Linked DNA regions of Mus musculus: region 2 is linked to region 1. The links are chromatin contacts, called in public promoter capture Hi-C maps. All regions are on one chromosome and are shown on one strand. The core of a region is the stretch at or near the end of the contact, and the rest is flanking DNA. Distances in the headings are between cores, read along the strand shown.

What was found. Promoter capture Hi-C pulls out the DNA fragments that hold promoters and counts their contacts.
Region 2: a promoter capture Hi-C map of cranial neural crest shows a contact between it and region 1. The contact joins the promoter of Ovch2 here to the promoter of Tpp1 in region 1. A contact is called at or near these places in 3 of 39 promoter capture datasets (cranial neural crest, embryonic stem cells and second pharyngeal arch cranial neural crest).

Annotation. Positions count from the first base shown.
Region 1 is chr7:105,748,689-105,755,173 of GRCm38.p6, forward strand. It overlaps Tpp1 (tripeptidyl peptidase I), which reads right to left and starts at 3,547. Exons shown (of 13, transcript NM_009906.6): 1 at 3,483-3,547; 2 at 3,294-3,365; 3 at 2,902-3,041; 4 at 1,492-1,642; 5 at 1,172-1,299; 6 at 849-1,024; 7 at 537-735; 8 at 195-383. The coding sequence starts at 3,499. It overlaps Dchs1 (dachsous cadherin related 1), which reads right to left. Exons shown (of 21, transcript NM_001162943.1): 21 at 4,301-6,485. The coding sequence ends at 4,770.
Region 2 is chr7:107,797,478-107,803,962 of GRCm38.p6, forward strand. It overlaps Ovch2 (ovochymase 2), which reads right to left and starts at 3,702. Exons shown (of 16, transcript NM_172908.3): 1 at 3,615-3,702; 2 at 533-642. The coding sequence starts at 3,702.

The DNA of each region.
Region 1 (6,485 bases), core at 2,297-4,796:
AGAACTTGGGGTGTAGGCTTCTATATACCAGAGAAGAACTGTATATGCCACCTCAGAGTACTCAGGTCAAATCAGCAGACCCTGTTAAGGCTCTGAGTTCCTATTATGAGTCAGAAACCAGGCTGAAGGGTCGGTTGGGATAAAGTCTGCCGCTTGGGTAGGTGGGAAGTCTTAAATTTATGGTAGAAGGTTACCTGAGGCAAAAAGGAGGGTGAGACCCCGAGCAGCAGCCTTCATGAACTCAGTGTTGACTCTCTGGATGTAGATGCTGCTGAGGGAGTCTTCATCGTCTCCGTAACTCACAGTATGTACATGTGGCAAAGATGACTCATTGCTAAGAAGCAGGAGCCATTGTAAGAAGGGCTCCTGTGCCTCATGGCGGCCTGAATTGTTTTAAAAGAAGGGATATGAATGGCCATTGGATGGTTGCTAGAATCTCCCTTCAGCCCATGGCATCCCCTTGATGAAATGAAGCAGAGACCAAAAGTCTACTCCAACCCATTTTCCCATCCCCCAACTAATTCTCTTAGCAATACCAGGGCTACTGTAGACCCAAGTGGAGATATTGGCACCAGCACTCATCAGGTATTCCACATCTAGACTGGCCTCGATCCCAGCTCGGCCTCGCCCTTGCTTTCCAACAACTTTTGCTACTGAGGCCTGGTGTGTAAAACTGCCACCGAATAGGCGCATGAACTCAGTCAGATCCGAGTTATGGAAGTACTGTTCCAGGAACTGTGGAAACATCCAAATCAGGAATTGTGGATCAGAGAGTGAGGCCCAGGGTAGTGAGGCACTAAAGATATCTTGAGGAGGTTGTGATGACCGCAGGGCTTTACATGGCTCACCTGGGCACAGGCCTGGCTATTGTTGGTGGTGCCTGAGCCCACATCTTTGGCTGTCAGGTTGTATCGCTGACGGAGCACAGACGGAGTCACTCCCAAGTGCAGGCTAACAGTTCCTACCTGTTGTGGTTCTGGACGTTGTCTTGGAGATGAAGGGGGGAAACGGTGCAGCCCCCCCACTGTGGAAAGGGGTCAGGCTTAAGGAGGTCTTACAGACACTACCACCCACTTCTCTACTGGAAAGATTCTATGCCTCTTTTGGCATCTAAAATTCTTCAGCCTGTAGACCTCCCTCCCACAACTTCCACCAACTCCATTGGGTTTACCAAAATCCACATGAGGGGCCAAGGCCTGGGGAAGCTGGTAGGGATGTGGGGACCTTATAACATGGGTCTTTGTAGGTCCCCCTACATAGCGATGAAACTCAGCTCCTGGGAGCAGCAGCTCAGCCTGTCTGGAAGTAAGAAAACAGAAACCATGGGAAGGAGTAGAAGAGTTGGCCTGAGCCCCACTTAGCAGCCTGCCATCATTTCCGTATGCATTACCTATACCCACAGGCTCCCAGCACGCTTTAAACTCCCCCAATTGGGGTATTTTGTCTCCTTGTAGGGACAATGGATTCTATGGGGAAATCATTACTTCTCACCGGACACTCAGCCAGCAAGTCAGAAAGTCCTGGGTGGTCACTGAATCGCAGTTCCGGGCTCCAGCTGCTGAGAGCCACTTTTGGACAGTGAGGAGGGTCAGGGGTGATGGTTGAACCAGCTCAGCTACATCCTCCAGGGTTAGGTACTTTCCTGCAGGGATTCAGAAGAGGCTCTCGTCCTCATTTGAGGCTTTCCTGGGTTGTCTGTCTGGACCTCAATCAGAGGACATCAAAACTTCCCGAGGAGGACTGTGTAGGGCTAGGCATAGTGAGAGTCAAAGGGAAGAAAAGGCTCGAGAGACATGAAACGTCATGGCCAGGAAAAATGCACAGCATGTGTTACCATGGTCACAAAAACTCAAGGACGTTAGTAAACTTTCAATATCCCATTTTAAGCTTATCTTCAAAAAGATTTCCCCAAACTTTTGGAGCCAGTTATACAGAACCTTCTAATTTAGCTCAGCTCTTCATCCTTGTTGATTTTAAACAACATAACGGTGAGTCATTCTTTCCTGCATATGAGGAGCTTCTTGGGTGCTCTAAGGATGCCCCCCCCTCCTCTCGCCTCCATTCTACACACACACACACACACACACACCCTTGCCTCACCATACAGGACTTTAAGCAGGGGAAGGATTCACTCCAGCCTGAGCACCATAGAGAATACTCTAGAATAGAGAAGGGACTGTTCTGGGGAGTGGGGTGAAGGAGAGGAAGCTTCAAACCAGTCCGGGTACTGGGCAGTAATCCAGAAAGAGAATAAACAACTGAGTTGGTAGCAAGAGGAATGGCCAGAGTGGATTAATCCAAAGACAATTTAGGACTTGAACTAGCAACAGAGGAGGGTGTGGCAGTGGCTATGAGAGTGGGGTAAGGTCCATGACTTGATCATGCACACACACTAAGTGCTAGTCCTCCATTTGAGAGCTGGTAGGGTAAGTGAACATTTCAATCTAGATCTGATTATGAATCATGTGTTCTTAAACACAGCTAGCTACCCCACACCCACCATCTTCCTGGCACTTGAACCTAGGGTTTTTCATATGCTCCGTAAGCACCCACCCTATCAATGAGCTAGCTAGGCCTCTAAAAAAAATTGGTTTTAATGTTGACAATATTGCTACACTGCCCAGGCATGCCTTGGATTCAAAATCGTCCTGTTTTAGTCCAAGTAGCTAGGATTATTACCTCATGCTACTAGGCTTAGATTTGTTCTTAGTTTTAAGACTGAAGAACTCAGGTGGAAATTTTGGTGTGTGTGTGTGTGTGTGTGTGTGTGTGTGTGTGTGTGTATGAATATGGCAGTTATTGTCATTTGTCTGTCATACCAGAAACATGGCCCTACATGATCTGCACCAGCCAGTGCCTGCCTGGTCCTGCCTCCCACTTCCTGCCCCAACTGATAGGCACCATATTGAGGAGAGCTAGGATCCGACACAGCCTGCACCAGCTCCGAGAGTCTTTCCAGGTTCCGCTGTTTCAGCGCAAAAGTGAGACTCAGCTCTTCCTCGGGATCCACGCGGCCCAGGGACACCCAGCCTGGAGGCAGCCTACAGGGTCAGGGACATGATTTGATTAGGCCATAACGAGAAATCCAGATCATGGAAAGTTTGGGATTAAGAACTGAGACTTTGGGTCGAATCCTAGATGCAGATAAGGATCATAGGAGATAAATGACCAGAGATTAAGCCGAGGGGGTGTCGAATAAGGCTACAGAGTGGGTACTAGGAGCAGTTGAGGATGAGGAAAGCTAGGACCAAGCGTCTGCAGAGACAGGCACCTGTAGTACTAAATCAACTCACATCCACCGCTGGTCCGGCTCAGGGTTGTAAGTGCATTTGCCGGCGATGACGAGAGCAAGGAGCCCTAGGAGGCTGCAGGGACAGCAGGTGGGTTTCATCAGGAGCCGAACCCTCATTGTACTCCTTCTACAACATGTAATCCCTCTAATGTAATCCCCCTTAGCTACCCTCCCCACCTCAGTTTCTCACCGGGCTTGGAGTCCCATTTTGGCTTTCAGGCTGATCTGTAGTCATGTGATAAGTCACATGAGCATGGTCTGGCACCTCCCCCATCTCCCTGCCTAGTAACTAGTGACGTTGCTGACTCCTCCCTCCCAAATGAGCTGTTCTGAATGCTGGGGCTGCTATTAGAATTCTATGCTGTGTTGAGCATCTAAGCCCAGGGCTCCTCTTCACCTGCTGCCCAAGTCTGTCTGTCTCTAAAGGAATCATAAAGGAGTGGGCTCTGAAGCCCCATAGGTATGGGCTGCTCCTGGCCGTACAATATTAGAAAAACAAGCTCTCAGAGCCTAGGTTTCTTCACTTAAAATTCAGTGACTGTTACGTAAAAGAAATGTGCCTCATACTTGGGAGTAAAAGTGGACATTGCAATAAAGCAAGCCTATGGAGCCAAGACTGACCTGGCAGACTCAACTAATGTGAGCTCTTATGAATGTGGACATTTCATGTTTCCAAGGTGTGTGTGTGTGGGGGGGGGGGGTTGGGGATTTCTTCACTTACCTACTCTTAATAATCACCATATCTTATTCCAGACCCTCAGGCTTAGGACCCTAGACTGCTTCCTACTCTGTCAGTCTCTGCAGGAAACCACTGCAGTTCAAGTCCTGACCATGTTAGAGGGGAAAGCAGCAGAGATCCCAAGGCTAGGCTTCTGAGCTCTCAGTGCCAACCCTACTCCTACATGTCCTGTTGTCCGCCCTCCCTCTGGGCCTCCTTGGCTACTGTGCCAGGTATCCACAGTGCTACGCCAGTGACTTCTGGTTACCCTGACAGAACAGAGCCAGAGGCTGGATACAAACTGCAGTTTATTAAGGCTCCAGAGTGAGAATTGGCACTTGTTCTGGGCAGGGGCAGGGATGTCAGAAGAACCCAAAAGAGCTGGGCCCAGATTGGAGGGACCTCCCCATCCCCCTAACCCCCAATAAATAAAGTCTCAGCTCCATCGCAGGGCGCTGGTGCAGGGCAGGAAGTCTTGGCTGAAGAGAACCCAAGGCTGTTGCCTCATTCTTATTTCTCTCCACACTGGATCTGGCCACAGGTCATGACCAACAGGCCCTCTGTGGTCCTAGTGCTGAAGGAACTGCAGAGAAATGTGGGACCTGTCCCAGCTATAAGAGTTTAAGGTGGAGAGCAGGGGACTGGTGGTGGCCTCCCCATAGTCAGTCATGGTCCGAGGCTGCCCAGGGCAGGCTGAGAATGGGGCCTGCTTTGGGGACACTGGACGTGTCCCAGGTCGGGGCCCAGTTAGGGCCACAGCTAGATGCGCAGCTCTGTGTCATCCGGAGGCTCCAGGCCAGACTCTGTACTGAGTGCTGAAGCTGAGGGGCCCTGGGCTACCCCGAATGGTGAGACAACGGGAGAGCGAGCAGCCAAAGGAGACAGTGAGGGTGAGAAGCTGGGGGACATGGCAGCTGAGGAGAGGGAGCCTTCATGGCTGATAGGGGAGCGGTGAGAGGCTGGTGGGAAGATGGCCCGGGCTACAGCTGTGCTTGCAGGCTTTGGGGGAACAGACTTGGCTCCTGGGTGTGCCACAGCAGTGATGAGGGGTGGTGGGTCAATACGGGGAGCTGGAGGACACGGACGAGCTTCATCCTTGAGCCGAGCAATCTCTGTGAAGACACTGGCCAGAGGCTGGAACTGAGGGCACCAGCTCAACAGGTAGTCCCAGTTATAGCTGCCACGGAGCTCTTCCTCACCAGCCACAATGGCCGTCAGTGCTCCAGCTACACACGGCTTCCCGTCTGCTGGGAAGCCATAGTCCCCAGCGGGTGCAGGGCTCAGGCCACAGCCCCCCAGGAAGGCTGTAGCAGTGGCTGGAGGCCCCTCCTCTCGGTACAGAGTGGCTCCTGCGCCTGGCAGCAGCAACCCTGCCTTTCTGCCCTTGTACCAGGTGTCAGGGGCAGGAGGCTCACAAGACGTGTCACTCAATCCATCCGCATCCTGCTGGATGCCAGAGTCAGGGCCTCGAGCAGCCAGGGAGGAGGCTACACTGGCCACTCGGGGAAACTCGTTGATCATGCGGATCTCGTCATCCTCTGCAGCCTCTGCTGAGCCTCTGCCACTTGAATGTGAAGGGTCCAGGGAGCCGCCACGAGGGTAGGGACCTCCAGCTCCTGGGCCACCGTAGCTGGGAAGAGTCTGATGATACAGATGTTCAGAGGGTGGTGGACTGGGGGGTTCCCGACCCAGTTTCTGTAAAGAGCTACTGGCTATCGGCGCTGTCTGTGACATCGGGCCAGGGGCTGCCTCAGCCTTGCGGCTTCGCGCCCGAACAAGGCCCAGGACCAGAGCTGCCAGGGCAAGCACCACCACAACTCCCAAGGAGGCTGCCACAGCCCCAACCAATAGCAAGTTGAGGTCAGGTGCCAGGCCTAGAGCAGTGTGGGTAATATCCACAGTCACAGGTACTGTGGCACTCCGGGATCCAGGCAGAGGCCCTCTTGCTACTACCTCCAGCCTTAACTCCCGAGGTGCTTCACGTCGGGTCCGGCCCCCACCCCCAGAGGTGGTTGTTCCACTTCCTGGTGCGCGACTGTCCACTCGCAAGTACAAAGCACCTGTTGTCTGGTTGATACCAAAATAGGGGGAAGAGGTAGCCAGCGAGTAGAGCACCAGACCATCGGCACCTCCATCCTCATCTGTGGCCTGCACGTGACCCAGGCTGTGGCCTCGCTGGGCACCTTCTGGCACTTGGAAATGGAAAGATGGAGCCAAGAATACAGGGTCATATTCATCTTCTCCAGTAATCAGTACTGACACAGTGACAGAGGCTGAGAGATTCCCAGCATCGGCAGCACCCACTAGTAGACGGAAGCTTCCTGTGTGCTCATAGTCAAAAGGCACCCGTGCCCGCAATTCCCCTGTTGAGCTGTTCAGGGAAAATGCCTCACGACCCTCAGGCCCTGGCACTGCCTCCAACAGGCTATATCGGAGTCTACCAAAAGTCCCAGCATCCCCATCAATCGCGTGTAG
Region 2 (6,485 bases), core at 2,452-4,951, 2.0 Mb after region 1:
ATTTATGAACAATCAAAAAGAAAACATGAAACACAAAGCAACACAGAAAATCTGGCAAGATTATATAAAGTTCAATGGTACAGTGAATGCTTAGAGCTTTTTATACTCTAGATTAAATAATTTGAACCAAAACAAATACTGAATAAACAAACAGGAGGAATACTGAGAGGAGGCTAAATATAGAAGACAGAACAGAAAATCATGAAAGAAAAGCCAATGGTTCACCATTATTATGATTTGAATATGAACTTCTGAATTGAACAGATGACCAATTAATTGGTCAAGTGACCAGTCATCTACTTAAAAAATATTTGTTATGTTTATCAAGAACACACAGGCAACCTGTTGAGCACAAATTCAATCATGAATATTAATTAATCTTCTTTTAAGATTAGGAAAGCATAGCTCTGGGTGTGTTGTGAATTTTTTTTTCCTAGACAGAGGGTGATCTAAGGGAAGTAGCATGTGATCTGGATGACACAAGCTTGAAATATCCTATTTCACCAACTAGAGAAGGAATTGCAAGACTCACTTGCCAAGGATAGGAACCCTTTTCCACCTGGCTTCCTCCAACAATGCGACTGAAAAGGCTAAAGTAATTCTGAGGTTGGGGCTTAACCAAACTCTGCCCACAGTCAGGATCTGGGAAAAAGACAAGATAGACACTGAGTGATTAATTTCTAGGACTAAGATATAGTGAAGAATTTTCCAAACAAGAACAAAATGCAGTATATGGGATATGTAAAGAAATTACAATACGGCTTTAAGTTAATGGATGGGATTAGATGTGTTTTGAAGAACAGATTACTCAGTTTTGTCACACATAAGATGTGTGCTGTTGAGAGAGAGAGCTTCTATGGTGCGTGTGTGTGTGTGTGTGTGTGTGTGTGTGTGTGTGTGTGTGTGTGTGTTTATCCATGTGTGGGCATATTAAGGCGAGAGGTCAACTTTGACTATCTTCCTTAGCCCATTGTTTTTAGAGACAAGATCTCTCACTAGCTTGCAACTCTCCAGCTAGCCCCAAGGATCTGCCCATCACTGACTCTCAACAAGTGCATTTGGGAATGCACATTACTGTATCACCTTAAAAAATGGTTTCTGGGGATTAAACCCAGTTCTTTGTGCTTGCATAGAAAGCAGTGCTGACTGAACCATTTTTACCCAGACCAAGGACTGACTTCTATTTTTTTATTAGATATTTTCTTCATTTGCATTTCAAATACTATCCTTAAAGTCCCCTATACCCTCCCCCGCCATGCTCCCCAACCCACCCACTCCTGCTTCTTTGCCCTGGCATTCCCCTGTACTGGGCATATGATCTTTGCAAGACCAAGGGCCTCTCCTCCCATTGATGGCTGACTAGGCCATCCTCTGCTACATATGCAACTAGAGACACAAGCTCTGGGGGTACTGGTTAGTTCATATTGTTGTTCTTCCTATAGGGTTGTAGACCCCTTTAGCTCCTTGGGTACTTTCTCTAGCTCCTTCATTGGGGGCCCTGTGTTCCATCCAGACTGAGCATCCACTTCTGTATTTGCCAGGCACTGGCATAACATCAAAGGACTGACTTCTAATGTGAAGGTTAACTGCTGCAGGGATAATTGGCACTGGGTTGTCAGGAATTCAGTCTCTTTTCTTTCAGAGCTCTCTGGTCTCAAAAAAAGAGAGGTACTTTGTAGTATCCTGCGACACTCACACTCACTGTGTACCAAGATGATTGTTTCTGGCTTTCAACCCAGGTAGACTGTGGACTCCACAACAATGGGGATACCTTCCTCCCTCCCTCCCTCCCTCCCTCCCTCCCTCCCTCCCTCCCTCCCTCCCTTCCTTTCTTCCTTCCTTCCTTTTCTTTGTGAGAGAATTTCATTTCAATATGGAGCTCAGGATGACCTTAAGTTCATGTTTTCCCTGCCTCTGCTTTTGGAAGTCTGCTTTTGGATTACAGGTGTGTAACATCACATCTAGCATAGGCACAATGGAATTACAAATTCACATATGCAGAGTTGCTTAGTTAACTTATGGATGATGCTGTAGTCTGTCCTAGTTTTTAATTGTGTCTATCTCTCTCTCTCTCTGCTCTGCCTATGAGACTGAGTCTTTAATGCATGCCTGCCACACAGTTAGATATGAAGAAATTTAATTAGATTTACTATAGGGCAAAAAATACATTGTTCAGGAACAGTGGTATGATGATAGTTTTAATTCACACACTGGTGTTAAGACAGGTGCCTGTCAGGTAAAGAGAAGACATAACTTAACAAGAAAGCCTTCATCCCCGACAACACTTCAATATGTGTGCATTTATGTGGGCTTTTGACTTCTTAAGTAAGGGGTGAGTTTAAATTTGTTTAATTACACTGTGCAATTCTGTGTTGAATTTGTTTCTCTTGAGGTTATTTTTTCCTATGAAGTTTCCAAGAGTGCATATAAAACTCTCCATCATTATCACTGAGCTTCTTCACCTAGATGGCTCTTTGAATGCTTACTACCACTTCATCTGAAAAGTCTTCCTTGATTTCTTCAAACTGGGACCTGGATCTCTCCCACAATATAGCACTCTTTCTCTCCACTCCCTGTTCCCCTTTAACAGTTCTTTCCAAGCTATGTTATGAGAGTAAATTGTCTCCTTCCCTCATTGGACTACAGAATTCTTCAGTGAGATACTTAGGAATGTGGGTCCTATGCATACACACTTCTAAGGTCTAGCACAGTTCCTGGCTTACAAGTTACACCTGAAAGCATGGCTGATTGAGCACATGACTTTTCTTGGGACTATATCCTTAAGAGGAGAGCTACTTAGATCGTCTTTAAAGCATATAAAGCTCTCCCATATAATTTATTTCTTAATCCCCACACATTGCCTGAAAAAAGGACTTTCATCTTCATGTAGAAGACGTGAAAACTAAAAATCAATGAGACCTGTATCTAATAACAGCAAAACATGAAACGACCAATTGTGGTTTCATTCTGAGCCCATTGCATGTATGATCAAAAGCTGTTCCAGCTGCTTCAGATGGATGAGTCATAAATCTGCTAGACATAAAATTTAGTATTACCTGAAGTCACTGAAGCAGAGACAGAAAACATGTTGATTCTCTGGGCTGGCACAAGTCCGACTACAGACAAGCTTGCCAACAACTGTTTTAAGCTCATTATAATCAATGCAAAAATATTTATACTATATGTCAGTGAGCATGCATCATATGGTTATTAGGATAATTTCCCTGAAGATTCTAAATACTTCCAAACCTGTTCTGATCTCCCAGAATTTGCTCCATGGAAGAATACCAGGTTGTGTAATGCTTCCAAATAAGTGGCCAATCCTAGGTCAGTTGGTAAAACTAGGAGAAAATACTTAGGGTCCCTACAACTGTTTATATTTATTTCATATTATTTCAATTCCATATGCTTATCACAGGAGAAAATTCCAGAGAAATATTTTTGAGAACCAATTACATTTCTGAAGTAATTTGCTTCTCTTGTATTCCCAAGGGAACAAGAGGTGGAGACGTTACTCTGATTTGCTGCAAGAGTGATCCCACCAGACAAAAAACAAAACAAACCAACCAACCAAACAAAACCGAAAGTAGTTATACACTTAATTTGAAACTTACTTCTTATGGAGGAAAGGGTTTCAGAATGACCTTGTTCCAAGCAGACCATTCCTAATATTAAAATCAGCTTGTCCTTGCTGATAGGCATGTTGAGATTCAACGCTTCCTCCTGAAACGTAGAGAGGCTGAAGGAAACAAAGGCAGCAAGCTTTGGAAGAATAGCAATAATCCAACTTAAAACAAGCTTATTTATTAACTGAGACTGGAGGCATAAGATGTCTTTGCATGTGGTTTCTTGAAAATGTTTTTTGTTAGATGTGGGGAATCAACTACAAAACTGAAGTCTTGACTGAGCAGCATAACATTCTATTCCACCTACATCAATAAGTTGCTTCCTCCAGTGTTCCTGGCTTAGCAAAGTGGTTTGTGTTTGAGGTTTTGTTGTGATTGTTACTTGCTCCTTTTTCTGTAAGAGGATTAAATATTTGTGTGTAATACTTCTAGCAAGATGCAAACAACTGTGTACTTATCCCTGATAGGTAATTGAGAACAGATTAAAGTAAGGATACCACCAATATCCAACTTGGTGAACCAATGTATTTTATTGGCATTACTTACAGGACTATGGATGAGGGGTTAGTCACAGGAGCTGAAATGACTCAAAGACAGTGCATTAACAAAAGCCTACTCCAGCATGGGTGACAAATTATAAAAGATTGAGACCTAGAGCACAATATAGTCTGTAGACAGTTGAACAAATTGAAGTGTCCTTTGTAGGCAGTTTTGTTGGTTTGAGTCTTTTCTAGACAGCTCAGTGGATCCAAGATTGTATTTCAGCAGTCTTTACTGCTTACATATGCTAGAGAGAGACCTAATGAATCTTACTAGTTTCACTGACTTCATAATATCTTTGTTTACTTCTTGAGCCTTAACTAGGCTCCCTTTACAATATCCTAAGTCTTAAGGAGGTTCTTTCCATGATAAAATGTTTTATTTCCTAAGGATTTGCTACACAACAAATATCAACATTGTCCCTTTGCAAGGGTAGATATTCTTAGCTGTTTGCAAACAGCCCACCAGAATGTACTAAAACACTTTACTCCCGTTCTTTTCCAAGTGTAACCGCATTAGCATGTATTAGTGAGGAAGAGGAGAAAAAAACCCTAATGCAGTAGCACATTCCATAATACATACTGCTACAGACTCTTAGGATTTTAGGATGCTGTTCATTGGCGTGTTTGTGAAGTTTCATTTCCCCCCATGAAAAAAGTATTCTAGAAGGCTAACAATCTTCACTTCTGTACCTTGTAGATGTCTAGACACAAAAAGTGGCTATAATTACTTCCACATTTTCCTCTTTCCTGGCTGAATTTCTTGGCACGTTGTGCTGGCTAGATTTATATCAGCTTGACACATGGGACTCTCAATTGAAAAAAAAATGCCTTAGAAGCTTTGCTTAGAGGCTAGTCTGTGGTGCATTTTCTAAGGTTACCATTGTTGTGGGAGGGTCCAGCTCACTGTGGGCAGTGTACACCTGGGCAGCTTGTCCAGGACAGTATAAGAAAGGCTGAATAAGCCATGAGGAGCAAGAGAGCTCCACTTCTCCATGGCTGCTGCACTAATTCCTGTCTCCAGGTTTCTGCTTGAGTTCCTGATCTGTTTTACCTGGATGAAGAAATGACTACAAGCTATAACATGAAATAAATATTTTCCTTCACAAGTTGCTTTTGGTTATGATATTTTATCATAGCAATAGAAACCCCAACTAAGACACATAATGTGCAAGAAATGTATGTGGATTGGCAGGGTCATAACCATGTAGGAAACACGAAATGCTTCTGTGAACTTCCTAGAAATCACATATTCAAATATAGCAAATGTCAAGCTAAAAGCCTCCTAACTCCTTTATGATGAAATTTCCAGTTACATAAACTAAATTTATGAATTAACACACACACAAATATAAATGCAAAATAATTATTTCTGTCTTTAATGCAATTCAACTTTATTGTTTAGATTTCTTTCTCTTTAAGTGCTATTATAATTGAAAACATTTTTAGTAGTCATTAGTTATTTGGGAATTGGATCATATTCATCACCCCTCCTCTGAAAATCTTCCCAGATCTATCCCTACTTTCCAACTTCCCCACCTTGTATTCTTATTTTTTCTTCAAAACCTACCAACACTAATTTGTGCTGCCCAAATGTTGTTGGATGTGTTCCTTTCCTTTGGGGCATAGTTGACTTACAAGGGGATACATTCTCAGAGAAAACTGACTCTCTCCTAATGTCTATCAGTTACCAATGGCTCCTTTGCTTCATGTCCAACTTCCCTATACATGATGTTGTTTGGTCTAGTTTGAGGATGTACAGGTCTTGTGTATGCTGGAATGACTACTGTAAGTTCATATGTGAAACTTCTGTTGTATCCAGCAGATAGGCTACTCATAGTTATACACCATCTCTAGGTGTTATATTATTTCCACCCTCTCTTCCACAATGAACCCTGAGCTTTTAGAGGATGGGTACAACATACATTTTCCATTTAGTAATGAATAAAATATTTTTAACCTTTCAAATTTGTGATTGCTTATTACATAGAAAATGTTTATACAAAGATGGAAAATAAAATTCCTGATTGAAACTTTGTCCACACATGCTTTAATTCTGAAGCTAATAGTTGAACTTCACAAACACGCCAATGTTAATTTGGGTGTGATATTGTCCCCAAAATATAGGCAGTTAATCATTGCTTAAGCCATAATTCAAACCTCAATCTTTCTTTGATAACAAGAGCTCTTGTGTGCTTTTAACAGTCTTTTGTGTTTTTTCAATAGCTTTTCAGAGTAACTTGGCTCATAGCCCTCCTGACTCCAAATGCTATTACATCCTATCTAAATTTTGTGTACTACTAATGTCCAGAAGTGCAGA